Linked DNA regions of Sus scrofa: regions 2 and 3 are each linked to region 1. The links are chromatin contacts, called in public HiChIP or PLAC-seq maps. All regions are on one chromosome and are shown on one strand. Each heading gives the region's core, a stretch centred on a gene start, on an enhancer-like site or on the middle of the called end of the contact. The rest is flanking DNA. Distances are from core to core; before and after follow the strand shown.

What was found. HiChIP or PLAC-seq counts read pairs in DNA pulled down with a chosen protein or histone mark.
Region 2: a contact with region 1 is called in an H3K27ac HiChIP or PLAC-seq map of skeletal muscle, with 4 times the contacts expected there. The contact joins the promoter of GTF2E1 here to the promoter of GOLGB1 in region 1. A contact is called at or near these places in 1 of 47 Hi-C or Micro-C datasets (heart right ventricle) and 1 of 2 datasets of contacts at active chromatin or transcription factors (skeletal muscle).
Region 3: a contact with region 1 is called in an H3K27ac HiChIP or PLAC-seq map of alveolar macrophages. The contact joins the promoter of FAM162A here to the promoter of GOLGB1 in region 1. A contact is called at or near these places in 1 of 5 promoter capture datasets (liver), 3 of 47 Hi-C or Micro-C datasets (heart right ventricle and liver) and 1 of 2 datasets of contacts at active chromatin or transcription factors (alveolar macrophages).

The regions. Positions count from the first base shown.
Region 1 is chr13:138,752,498-138,756,904 of Sscrofa11.1, reverse strand. GOLGB1 (golgin subfamily B member 1) reads right to left here and starts at 2,102. Exons shown (of 23, transcript XM_021070274.1): 1 at 2,072-2,102.
Region 2 is chr13:139,607,495-139,611,901 of Sscrofa11.1, reverse strand. GTF2E1 (general transcription factor IIE subunit 1) reads left to right here and starts at 2,419. Exons shown (of 5, transcript XM_021070303.1): 1 at 2,419-2,557. It overlaps RABL3 (rab-like protein 3), which reads right to left and starts at 2,738. Exons shown (of 8, transcript XM_021070305.1): 1 at 2,225-2,738. The coding sequence starts at 2,270.
Region 3 is chr13:138,149,579-138,153,985 of Sscrofa11.1, reverse strand. FAM162A (family with sequence similarity 162 member A) reads left to right here and starts at 2,274. Exons shown (of 5, transcript NM_001243573.1): 1 at 2,274-2,406. The coding sequence starts at 2,373. CCDC58 (coiled-coil domain-containing protein 58) reads right to left here and starts at 1,560. Exons shown (of 5, transcript XM_003358793.4): 1 at 1,237-1,560. The coding sequence starts at 1,452.

The DNA.
Region 1 (4,407 bases), core at 853-3,352:
GATGAGTGGTGAAATGTGTCCCAAATAATTTATTACTAACAGTGGTTAAGCTAGAGGAGTTTGAGTGATTTATTTTTTTATAAACAAGAATAAAATCAACATCCTTTTAATCCACTAATGTAAAGGGGAAAAACAGAGACACTTTTAAGATTTAAGCAGAAGGAAAAAAGAATTAATCCTAACAGTAATTATTTTTATGAAAGGCTGCATCCCAGAGAAATGAAAGGTCCCCCCCCCAAAAAAAAGGAGGATTCTTCAGAGAAGCAACTTTCTCAAAAACATAAGTAAACACCTTTATGTGATTTTCAAATTTGGTGGGGAGTGTCCTAGAAAATAGGCAAGACCTTTTTTTTTTTTTTTGTCTTTTTGCCTTTTCTAGGGCCGCTTCTGCAGCACATGGAGGTTCCCAGGCTAGGGGTCGAATCGGAGCTATAGCCACCAGTCTACGCCAGAGCCACAGCAACTCGGAATCCGAGCCGCGCCTGCAACCTACACCACAGCTCACGGCAACGCCGGGTCCTCAACCCACTGAGCAAGGCCAGGGATCGAACCCGCAACCTCATGGTTCCTAGTCGGATTCGTCAACCACTGGGCCACGACGGGAACTCCAGCAAGACTTTTTTTATCCTTTTAAATATGTTTTGTGTATTATATAAGTTACATACTTATAGTGTTATTCATATATTATTTATAATTGAGTATACAGTATTTAGAGGATAGTTGCTCAAATATGTATTACTGATAGTGCAATTAAAAATACTTGGAAAGTACTGATGTACTCGAACAAATTTAACAAGCAAAGAGGAAAGCATCAAATGGTCATTCCATGGTCAAAGAATAAAACGTAAAAGCTGTGAAACAGTCAGTGTACAATGTCTGCAATTTTTGAATTCTCTTCAACTCTTCCCTATATCTATTCCATGACCATATCCTGTCACTTCCAAAAGAACACTTACTGATTTTGACAGTTCATAATCATTCTGATCATCCAAATTTAATTACTTCGTGCTTCTGAAAAGGCCTCCAGCCTTTCTGTAGTGAGCTCTCTAGTGCTATCTTGCACAAAACTGTGAGATTCTTTAAAAGCTCGGAAAGCTTCCAACTGTTTCCAAAAGTGAAAGTACTTATCCAGCGATCTTTAAATATCTCTGCCCTACTCTTAAATTGTCTTCTCCCCACAGACCAACTGAAACTCTTCAAGTCAGACAAATATATTCCTCATTTGTCGAGGGGGGTTATCTACCCCTAACACTCCTACACACCAACCTGTTATGCAGAATAAACATCCTCCATTTTCAAATCAAATTCTTTTTCCTCCAGAACTTTCTTCAGGGTTCCCTTTCCTCTAATAACCTCCCTCCGATTCCTGGGATTTTAGTCTTAATGGGATTGCAAGGATCATCCCTCTCTCTGAACCTCCCCAGCAACTCAGTAGCAGGATCCAGGATCCTTCGACAGACCCACATTTGCGTTAATAGCGCCAATGTTTCTGTGATCTCCGCCCTCAAGACCTTGGATTTGTTTGGCTCCCGCCTCCCCTTCCAGACACTAAGTTTGTTTAGGGCCTGACCGCAGAGGGGCCGGGCAGGTTCTCTCCGACGTCGGCTGCTGCGTACACAGGTCGGCCTGAGCAGGCTGCTTAGGGAACGAGGCTGTGCGGACAGGGCTGACCCGAGCGCCTTTCTCCGCCTATCCCAGAGGAGAAAAGTCCAAAGGAGGGGGCGGACAGTGCATATGTGCCTGGAGGCCGTGTAGGGCGACCCTGAAACCATCCGGCGGCGCCAGCCGGCGAGTAAACAATTGGAACCAGGCCCTGTAGATGAAGGAAGGTGGATTAAAGGGCCGGATCCAGGACTAAATCAGGAGAGGCGGGACAGGGAGGGGACCCGAGTGTGGCTGCTTCGGCAGACCTGCGGGCCTTGTGGTGGGGGTGACCGTTACAAGGCTCAAGGAAGGGAGGAGTTGGGGAGTATCCCCCACTCACCTGGAAGAGGTTGTTGCCGGAGGCTCCAGCTGCCCCCCTCCCAAATTTAAGCCACGTCAGCTCGGGAATCCCGTACACGACACCCACCTCCGCCGCGCCCCGCTGCCGGACTCAACCACTCGCTGTTGGGACGGAAACTGGGATTAGGATATGGACCAATCAGGGCTATTGACAGGGCGTTACCAGGGAGACCAGGCACGCCTTGTTTGTACCTAACCCGTCAACAATGACCGAGACCAATCAAAGTCAGGAAATGCTCCGCTTCCTCAAAGAAACAGCCAATAGACTCTAAAGAGTGGAGGAGGGGTGGAGTCAGACCCGAGAAAGTGTTCCGGAAGAAAATTTGGGGAAGAGCCGGAAATGCCGGGAGGGCGGGCCTTCTTGGTAAGGTCAGGTGTTTCCAAAGTAAAGTGGCTGCGCTTATTGCTTCTGATACCTCCGCGGGGTTGGTCAAAACTGATCGACATTGTAGCTTGGGCTTTCGCGGAGACTCTGCACTGCAGAAACCAGCTGCCATTAGGATTGCTAAATGAGCTGTGAGGAGGGTATAAGAATGTGGGTTTTGGAGTTCCCGTCGTGGCGCAGTGGTTAACGAATCCGACTAGGAACCATGAGGTTGCGGGTTCGGTCCCTGCCCTTGCTCAGTGGGTTAATGATCTGGCGTTGCCGTGAGCTGTGGTGTAGGTTGCAGACACGGCTCGGATCCCGCGTTGCTGTGGCTCTGGCGTAGGCCGGTGGCTACAGCTCCGATTCAACCCCTAGCCTGGGAACCTCCATATGCCGCGGGAGCGGCCCAAGAAATAGCAACAACAACAACAGACAAAAAGACAAAAGACAAAAAAAAAAAAAAAGAATGTGGGTTTTGCTCTTAGAGTCATAAAATATTAGACCGGAAAGTAGGACATCTAATATGACTTTTTCATTTTACTGATGAAAAATGAGAACCAGATTAAAGTGACTTTCACAAACAGCGACTTACTAATGTGACTCGGACTAGGTAGAACTTGGCATCTGTATGAAAGGATCAGAGATGTTTCTAAGGATTTGAGTTAGAGGGAAAGTAGTGAATACCAGAGAATGCCTTTTAATAAGTGGTGTCAGAACTGGCCCTTAAGCAGGTGAGGGTTGAGGGCTCTGGTACTGGGACAGGAGTCAGTGAGGTGCTCCAGTAACAGTCACAGAGCCTCTAAGGAAAGGAATAAAAGTAGCCAGCTCCTGTGATATCAGGGACTCCCTTGACAATTAGTATTATTTGAATTTATTGAGACTTACTGTGTGTCAGGCACTCAGCCCACCCTATGCATCCTCGTGCTAATGTTTATTACATAAATCTTTGTGGATCAAACATCAGTAAGGCATTTTCTGGTGACCATCTAAATTGTAGTCCCCTGTAATTAGTGTGTACTGTTCTTGGACTTGGCGATATAGCTGAGATCAAGGGAAAACAAATTCCTGCCATTTTGAAAACAATAATTTAGTGAGGAGAGAAAAAACTAAACAGTTGGCTCTTGAACAACACAGGTGTGAATTGCCCTGGTCTAAGAAAACACTGATTTTTTTTCAATAATAAATACCATAATACTGCACTATCTGGCCTGTGGTTGTTTCAACCCATGAATACAAAACCACCTGTAATGAAGAAACATATATAGGGATAATGGACTAGAATTTATTCTGGGATTTACCATTTTAGGAGGTCAGTGCCCCTAATTCCCATGTTGTTCAAGGATCAACTGTAATATGGTAGATGGCAAATGCTTAGGAAAAATACAACAGAGAAGGGGTATAGTGGCTGCAGGGGACTGTAATTTTAGAAAAACAGACCAAGCGTGCTGGCTTTTGCTTCATTCTCTTGGACTTCTTAAAACCTGGAATGTACAGAGCAGCACTTCCAGGGCCCAACATGAGCCGAGGCTTGAAGGGCTTCTGCAGGCTCTCGGAGAGATTTTATTTGAGGTCAGTAAGCAAGGAATGTTGCTGAATATCAACTGCAGCTGTTTAGTAATGAGGCACCCAGGCAAGTGCATCAACAGCTGAACCTGCTCCCTGACAATGTGTAGGCCTCTCATACAGCTGTTCTGTGTGTGTTATATTTAAATACAGTCATTAAATAAAATCCTCATTAATCATGATTCCCTAAGAGTGAAGAAGTCTATGAGATCTGGATTTTGTGTGAAAGTATCTGTGTCTATTTGCCTGCGGAGGTCTTGTCTTTCAGTTATATTCCCCTACATCAGCAAAAATACCAGACAGATCCAGAGTATACAGATACCCAATACTCAGAACCTAAGAAAAGATTGTTCTTCAGAAATCCCTGGCCCTCATAAGTAGTCATGGCTGTTTCCTCTGGAAATGCAGAGAGATACTTTGCATACTTGCGTTGCTCATTTCTTACAGTACGCAGTGGCAGTAGATGGGAATAA
Region 2 (4,407 bases), core at 1,170-3,669, 850 kb before region 1:
AAAAAAGTTCAGTATGATCAAATAAAAGCCAGCTCCAAAAGAGTTGGTAGTGTGTTAAGCTCATCCCCTATGTCTGAAAGAACAAAGACAAAAGAGTATGAGATGTTAGAGAAACTTTCAGGATTTCTCACTAAATTATAAAATATCTCTAAGAAATACAAACAAATCCCAAGTCATCCCTTTATATATTTGCAAAATCCTCAAATTTTCACGGGGTAAATAAGCCTTTATTCAAAAGCAAACTTTGAAGTTTAAACACAAAGGCAGATAAAGTGTAAAAAGTATATTCAAATCTGTCACATAGCAAATCACTGTTAAAAGAGAACTGATAAAAAGGTAATAACTGATTTTACACATATAGCCTAACATCAGTGAATGTGTGACAAGATCAGTCACTTTCCCAGTGGGCACTGCTGTGTCTTCTCTTTTACAACTAAACTATAATAATTTAAAGAAACCTACTAATTGCCTGATCATTTTCCCCATTTAATGCAGCAGCCAATTTAACCCTGTTGCATAACGCACTGATTCCACAGTTATAGCCCCAGCATCTAATTCAGTACCTGTTATGCTGAAGGTTTTAAAAATTTTTTTTGGGGGGGGGAGAATAAATCAACTAGTTTGAACAAAATGTAATGTGAAGAGATTGTTAGATGCAAAAGAAAAGGAATCATAAATGCGAGAGAGCACTCACTTTACATATGATCAAAAACTGTTAACTCTGGATTCCAGTTCTAAATCTTACTTGGTGATACTCTTTCAAAGTCCATTTAGACTAGCACTGCTTTCTTTATCTGTAAAACTGAGTGCTTTTATTAACTTCAACACCACTTCAAGCAAAAGAACTAAAGCTGACATAAATTAGATTATGTTCATAGAATTTCAAAGTGCAACTTTCTGAAGGGAGTATTAAATGCTCAGTAAAATATTTTGTAATTCAACTAATCTTCAGGCAATGTAAAAATGTTCTCAACCATCTCCTCTCCCCAACAACTTTATTGTTTGGTCGGGCTGTTTTTCAGGCTCTTTGGGGTCCTTAACACACCAAGCGAGGCCAGGGATGGAACCTGCAACCTCGATTCCTAGTCAGATTCTTTCCACTGCTCCATGAGGGGAACTCCTGTTCTCTTTAATCTTAATTGAAAACCTCTTATGTGCTGGGTTGTAAGAAATAGAAAAATTAAGATGAGGGTCATACTCATCTTAATGCTAAGCCCAGTTTACTCCTAGTGTTAAAATTATTTTGACACCTTGGACACTTGACAACTGGAACTGAAGTTTTCATTTCCCCCTTTCCACTTCACTCTCATTCTGTTTCTCATTATCTCCATTCCTAAGCTCTTTAAAAACTTGGAATAAATGGTAACTTTGCATTTCATAGATATGCTTTTCTGGAGTTGACTTTTGGATATTTGCTCTGATAGACATTGTGTCAGATGTTTGGAGCCATGAGCTGTGGTGTAGATCGCAGACCTGGCTGGGATTTGGCGTGGCTGTGGTGTGAGCCGGCAGCTGTAGCTCCGATCGATTGGACCCCTAGCCCGGGGAACCTCCATATACTCTGGGTGTGGCCCTAAAAAGCAAAAAAAAAAAAAAAAAAAAGAAGAAAAGATTAAAGAGAATAAAGAAAACAAGAAGCCCAGTTGAGCGTAAAAGATTACTACTACCTGCTATTTCACTAAATAATATAGGTTAGTGTTTTAAGCACACAGGCTCTCGGTTCAAACCAGTTCTGTCATTTACAGCCCTCCGCCTCTCTTTTCTCATCTGTAAAATGGGATAACGGGCCTGATCTCAGGATTGAGTCAATATATGCAAAGCACCTGGTACAGTTTCCTAAGCGCACGTTTGATTTCCTTAATTAACAAAATCTCTTAAAGGAAAGGTCCTAACTTTGTCTCAGCACGGCGTCTAATACCACACTCAGTATCCGCATATGTTTTAAAACAAAGGATCACTAAGCTGCGGTCATCTGGTAGACAGATGTAAAAACCTAAAAAAAACAGAGAAAGGCCCGGGCTCCGCGCCCCCAACACTTGCGAAGCCGCGGCTCGCTTAAACAGAGCAAAGTCCTCTGGGAAGTGTAGTCTTTGGGCCTTGAGAGGGATGTCAGCCCCCCGCCAGAGTCAGTTCATCCGCAGATGGGTGGAGAGGGAGTGAAAGGGGAGGATTTTCATATAACTCAAAAGTGTCGGGAGCCCCAAAGGTGGGTTAAGCGGCTCACCTGAGTCTCCCAACACCAGTACTTTCACCCGATCCAGGGACGCCATCTTGCCAGCTCCTTCCTGAGGTTAACGCCTATTCCGGGATTGAAGACCAATCAGAGCTGGGTATGGAGGGCCGAGTCTTCAATGCCATTGGCCAATCGGAATGTGACTGATTTGATTGAAGGCCTCACCGTGCTGATTGGCCTGCCTGGTTAAAAGTAGCGGGTGGTTTCTAAAACTGGTCGCAGGAATATGGCGTTTTCTTTGTCGCATAAGTGGCGTGGCTCGTTTAAGCCGGTAGTTGAGGCGCAGAGGGAAGCTGTAGTGGGAGTGTACGAGGATTCGCTTTGGTAAACCTTGTTCCCTGTTCCTTGTCCTCGGTTCCCTGGTTCGACGTCGCCTTTCAGGGTGTCTTCGTTGCTTTTTCCTTAGCTGTCCTCCTCCCCCTTACTCTTTTGAGTCGGTTCTCTGCTTGGTCCTCCAAAGAACCATTGACCCCGGAGCGGCCCATGTGCGACCTCGGGTAGGACTGGCTTGGCTGCGTCAAGTGTGGCCTCTGGACTCAGCTGGCAGAGTCCGAGGGAATTTAGGGCGTCGTGGTTGTCACAGTGGGGCGGAAACGAACATTTGGGAACGGGGCTGGTCCAGAGGTTTCGCGGTGATAATGCCACTTTATGTATGAAGCCGTGGAGACTATCGTGAAGTGTGGCTAACTGAGAAAAACCAGGTGGATGTATAGAATCCACGTTATTCCAGATTTGGAATAGTAATATATCGAAATCTAACAGAACTCCCCACGTCCACTTCTTCTTTCCCTTCATTTTGCAGTTTGCAGTCAGCAGAATCCTTTAAAATCGCTAATTTGGTGCTGTCACCTCCTGCTTAAAACCATTTGAAGTTTAAGAAGAGGGTTTTCAATACCCTACCTTTCTTTACTCTGGAAGCTGCAGTGGGGAAAGTGAATGGGGGGAGGTGAGGGCTAACAGGGTGGGCATGTTTGAAGAACACGTGCTGAGGAGACCTATTGAAAGTTTTATGGAAATACTTGACCAGCTGTTATCCATACTGGAAAATCAGTGGTGAACAAGATTAAGACCCTTGTCTCCGATGTAGACATTGAGAAAGTATAACTATTCACTGCCACCAAGAAGGGGAAAGAGCTATGGGAGCATGTGAAAGGGGGATGATTCTAAACTGCTAGGGAGAATCTGAGAAGGTGTCTCTGAGGAAATGTCATTTGAGATGTGAAAAATGATTAGGAGAAGGGACTTCGGCCTTTGTTGTGGGGGCGTGTGTAAAGGCTTGGAAGCAGAGAGCATGTGTGGCTCCTGGAATTGAGAGAATGCCATTGTGGCTGCAGATGAGGCTGAGGAGCCTAGACCCAGTACAGAGAGTGCATTCACTTTCAACTTTGTTCTTACAACTCTGCCTGGTGTTTGTGTGATTAGAATACATATGGTTTAAAAACAAAAGCAACTTGCTTTCAGGGGTCTGGGTTAGGTAGGGTAGGGTTGTAGGTGAGACTGATAGGTGACTGATGGACTGATAAGACTAAAAAGAAGAAACCAGACATGGCCCCCAAAGGTCACACACTCAAAAGTCTCCAGAGGCCAGCCAAGCTCCTTCCCTTTTTTAAAGTATCAATTGCTCTTCAGCTGAGTGTTTCCATGTGGGAATATGATCTCACTTTTTCCCTCAGATATTTCCACTTTTGAGAAGTAGCTGAAAATTAAAATTTATGTGATATCTCATGATTTTTATTTCATTAAAAAAAAAATGGGGGGTTTCCTATGGTGGCTCAGCAGAAAATGAACTCTACTGGTATCCATGAGGATGCAGGATCCGACTTTTGTTTTTTGTTTTTTTCCTTTTTTGGGGCCACACCTGCGGCTAGTGGACGTTCCCAGGCTGGGGGTGGAATCAGAGCTGCAGCTGCTGGCCTAACCACAGCAATGCCAGATTCATGCCTCGTCTGCCCCCTGTATTGCAGCTTGTGGGTCCTTAACCCCCTGAGCGAGTCCAGGGATCAAACCTGCATGGATATCCTCATGGACATTACTCAGGTTCTTAACTCACTGAAGCACAACAGTAGCTCCAAATCTCATGATTTTTAAATGTTGACCACTAATTCAGAAAATTTTCAAAACATTTTGAAATCAAAATTAGTCAAATCATGTGGCAGAAGCTGCCAATTTGAGAC
Region 3 (4,407 bases), core at 1,025-3,524, 600 kb after region 1:
GCTGTGGCTGTGGCCAGCAGTTGTAGCTCTGATTGGACCTCTAGCCTGGGAAACTCCATATGCCCTGAGTGTGGCCCTAAAGAAAAAAAAAAAGAACAAGAAACTTCTTCGGCCAAATGTTTGTCAATAGTTCAGTCTGTCGCGATTATCTTCAAAAATGTCACTCTCTACAAAACAGCTCAAAGCACAATGCTTACGACAGAGGTCAATGATACATGCAATCATTTTTCAATATCTTTAGTTAAAAATACCTTTGTGTGGTCACGATTTTTTTTTTTTTTGTCTTTTCTAGGGCCGCTCCTGCAGCATATGGAGGTTCCAAGGCTAGGGGTCCAATCGGAGCTGTAGCCACCGGCCTACGCCAGGGCCACAGCAACGCGGGATCCAAGCCATGTCTGTGACCTACACCACAGCTCACTGCAACGCCAGATCCTTAACCCACTGAAAGAGGCCAGGGATTGAACCCGGAACCTCATGGTTCCTAGTCGGATTCGTTAACCACTGCGCCATGACGGGAACTCCTAGTCACGATTTTTAAATTCAACTCTATCTAGGCAGTGGCACATTTATGCCTACATTGGAACAGATAACGTCATAGTAGCTTGGTCGAAATCTAGACACCCTGTTCTTTAATTCATTGGTTAATAAGTTGCCCTGGACCTCTGGCGTTTGAATATATAAAAGAGCCTATTTCCTAAATGTTACATTCTCTCTAAGGATTAGGAGGCAGAGAACCAGAGCAAGTACTAGAATTAATCACCCCTCCATGGCTCCAAATGTTCTGCCCTACCACAATAGTAAAACAAGTTTTTGCTTTATCAAAACAAAACAAAAAAAAGTAACCTCTCCTCCAGTTTCTTCTCATCTACAAATGCTTAACTTAAAGTAGGAGAAGAATAGCAGAAGCTAAGAAGTGAGTTCAGTGGATGGCTAAAATGTTGTTAAAACCCCTACCCACTCGGCCTGGGTTCAGCTTTACCGCCGAGGAACCACCTGGCGTTCCTGGGTGCAGTTAATCAAGGCTTGGGAGTCGCAGGGAGAACCATGACCCCAATGGAGCACCCTCACTCCCTAAGGCCAAGCTGTGCCCCCATGACCTCCAATGGCTCGAAAAAGGAGTTTTGAACTGCCCGATTCTGCCCCAACTGGTCCGCACTCCCTTCCAAGCTAGAGCAGGGAACAGGGGCCCAGAACAAAAGAAGGGGCACGCCTGCCACACGAAAAAAAACCCATCACCTGGAACTCGGCGAACTCCTCACAGTTCACACTGCCACTGGGCGCCGCCATATTGGACAAACACGAGGCCCCCGCCGCGAGCCAATCACCGCGGAGCAAAGGTGTCCGCGGCGCCGCCTGACCAAAAACAACTAGGGGACTCGAGACAGCCAAGCTCAAGCTTTGTCTTTTCCTATGCTCGCCACCCACACCGAAACTCGTAACGCTGCTATCCATCTTTTTATTCCTGTTCCTTTAAGATATCTTCTTGGAACCGGCCCAGATACATGGATCGAAGAAAGCCAGAACTTTAAGGGATCGTTTTTCTCCAATCCCTTTCTCTTACAAAAAGGGAAAACAGTTTCCGGGTCGCACCAACTAGGTTGTCCCAGGGGGAACTCTAAAGTCGAAGTGAGGTTTTTCTTAACCCTTCCATCCAGTCCCTAGAGCAAAGGAGCTTTTCAGAATTTGGGCCGACCAAGAAATGTAAAGAAAAGGTGTTTCTGGCAGTGTGGGGTAAAGGATGAATAAGGTAATAGGTATGGAAATAATGAAGTGTTTACTTCTACTTTAAAAAAATAGGCAAATAGAAAACAACATAGGAAGCATACATGTGAATTTCTCAGGTAGCAAGTCAGCAAGAGGTGAAAAACACTGGTCACTAGGAACCCAGTTATGTAGTTTTGATACAGGCGTATACGTATTCATTGAAAAATGAAAAAAAAAATGTATTGACTTACTGAATTACCGAGGCAGTGTGACTTTGGGATCTACAGTTCACAAAATTCCTACAATAAGCACATTACTTTGTTTCTATTTTAAACGAGTACTTTCTTAGATGCAACATTGCAAAACCCTTCAATAAACTCCAAAGGAATATTCTTAAGGACAAGTCCAGGATTAGGCGCCAAGCGGGGCGGAGCCCAGCGGGCCGGCAGAAGGTACAGTCTGACCTCCATGCACGATCTGCACGCTCTGCGCGTCACGCACGCCCCGCCCACAACCCCGCGCGCAAAGCACGACCCCTCATCCCGCAGGCCCCGCCCGCCGGTGCCTCTCGAGGCCTTACTTTCTCAGCGCTGGGTGACATTGAGCACAGAGCGCAGCCGCACCACCGCCGGCCTGGGCCTCTCTGCTGGTCCGCGGAGTGGGCGGCCATGGGGAGCCTCCGCAGCCTGCGCCTGGCGGCTGGTGAGACGCGGGCCCGGCTGGGGGTGGGCAATCGCTTTGCATGAAGGAATCTTTCAGCCTCCTCAGGCCTGTTAGGTGCTCTGTTTTATTAGGCATTCCCCTCAAGTAGTTTGGAATCCTACTCCCAGAGTAGCAATAGTGGGAGACAGCTGGGGCCTAGCGAGCCACTGGTAAGAAAGCACTGAGGGCTATCTCCGAGTGACCCTTCCACCTGGCTCTCCACCCACCCAGCTCCCACCTAGTTAAGGAGCCTATGCTCAGGGATCACTTTCCCCACCCCCATCCCCTCTGAGCTCACCTGTCATCTCTAGAACGTCCCCCCATTTCCTGATCCGTTCAGCTTCGTAACCTCCTGTCCCGTAGGTTACCTGAGTCTCCCGCCTGCTCCCACCCCCATCATCTCTAGAGTTAATCCCTACACTCAGAGAAAACTTGGAGTCTAGGGTTTCCTACCCATTCGTTATCTGAATAGGCAAGAGATTTAAGGTCTCATAGAGTAATTGCAATTGTTTTCTTAAAATGAGGTGTGTGTGCACATTTCTTTTATATAATTCTACAATAAAAGAGTTCCCGTTGTGGCTCAGTGGGTTAAGATCCGGACTAGTATCCATGAGGACGCAGGAGGGATCCCTGGCCTCCTTCAGTGGGTTAAGGATCCGGCGTTGACTCAAGCTTGCAGATTTAGCTCGGATCTGGTGTTGTGTTGGCGTAGGCCTGCAGTTGCAGCTCGGATTAGACCCCTTGCCAGGGGAACTTTCATATGCCTCAGGTGCAGCTCTAAAAAAAAAAAAAAGATTCATTTTCTCTTGAAGGAAAATGAATCTCTTGCAGTTTATGTAAATAGAGGGTCTGCGGTTTGTTTTCCTAGTAGACATTTGTGTAGTGACCATTTGGAGTTAGAGTTTAATTTACCTTCTTGCCTAGTAGGGGCTGAAAAATCAGAGTGTTTGCCTTTTGTCTCTTTTCTGGGCACCAGGGCAGATCATTCTATTGATCACCTTTATGAACTTTGATAAGGTGTAATGATTGATTCCTTAGTACCAAATTACTTAAACAGTTTTTTGTTTTGTTTTGTTTTGTTTTGCTTTTTTAAGGGCCACACCCTTTGCATATGGAGGGTCCCAGGCTATGGGTGGAATCGGAGCTTCACCTACTAGCCTACACCACAGCCATAGCAATGCAGGATCCGAGCCGCGTCTTCGACCTACCCCACAACTCATAGCAACGCCAGATCCTTAATCCACTGAGCGAGGCCAGGGATTTAACCCTCAACCTCATGGATTCTAGTTGGGTTTGTTAACCACTGAAACACAAAGGGAATTCCTTAAACAGTTGTTTAATTCAAATTTTGAAGGAAGAATTGCCCCCAAACTTGGCTGAGATCATGTAAATGTACATTGTAAATGTAATTGAAGTAATGTAAAAAAAGTTATCCTTTACATGGCTTATTTTGCATTTCAGTGGAGTATGGACTGGAAAACATGTCTCATACTGAATATTATTTACTTTCTTTAAAACATATACCCTCTCCACTAAAAAAGATTGATTTCATTGATTGGTTCAGCTTCGAAGAACTAATTTGCCTAAAATCTTTTGTATGCATTCTGTTAACCTTTCCAGCAATGTAAGAGAAAGAACCATTGCTCTATAAAAAAGCCATATAAAAGGGACTTTGACCTGGAACTGAGTGTTTGTAAGTAGTTCATCTTCTTGCCTTGAGAATATATTTATGCATTATAGAGATTCCAAAGCCTTTCTGCAAACTTTTAATGTTTAAGAACTTTACTGTTGGGCACTCAATCGAAACAAAATTCCTCAAGCAATTTAAGAACAATTTATTTTAATCTAGACAGATCCACTAAGAATGTTGTATGAGCACCTCTTTTCAAAGGATCTGTGAATGTTTGATGTTTTGTGAGCAGCTGCAAGCAGTCTGCTCTTTCACTCACTTTTCCCCATTTTGTAGCTAAATACTTGGGCATACATGGTTTTACTTGATTG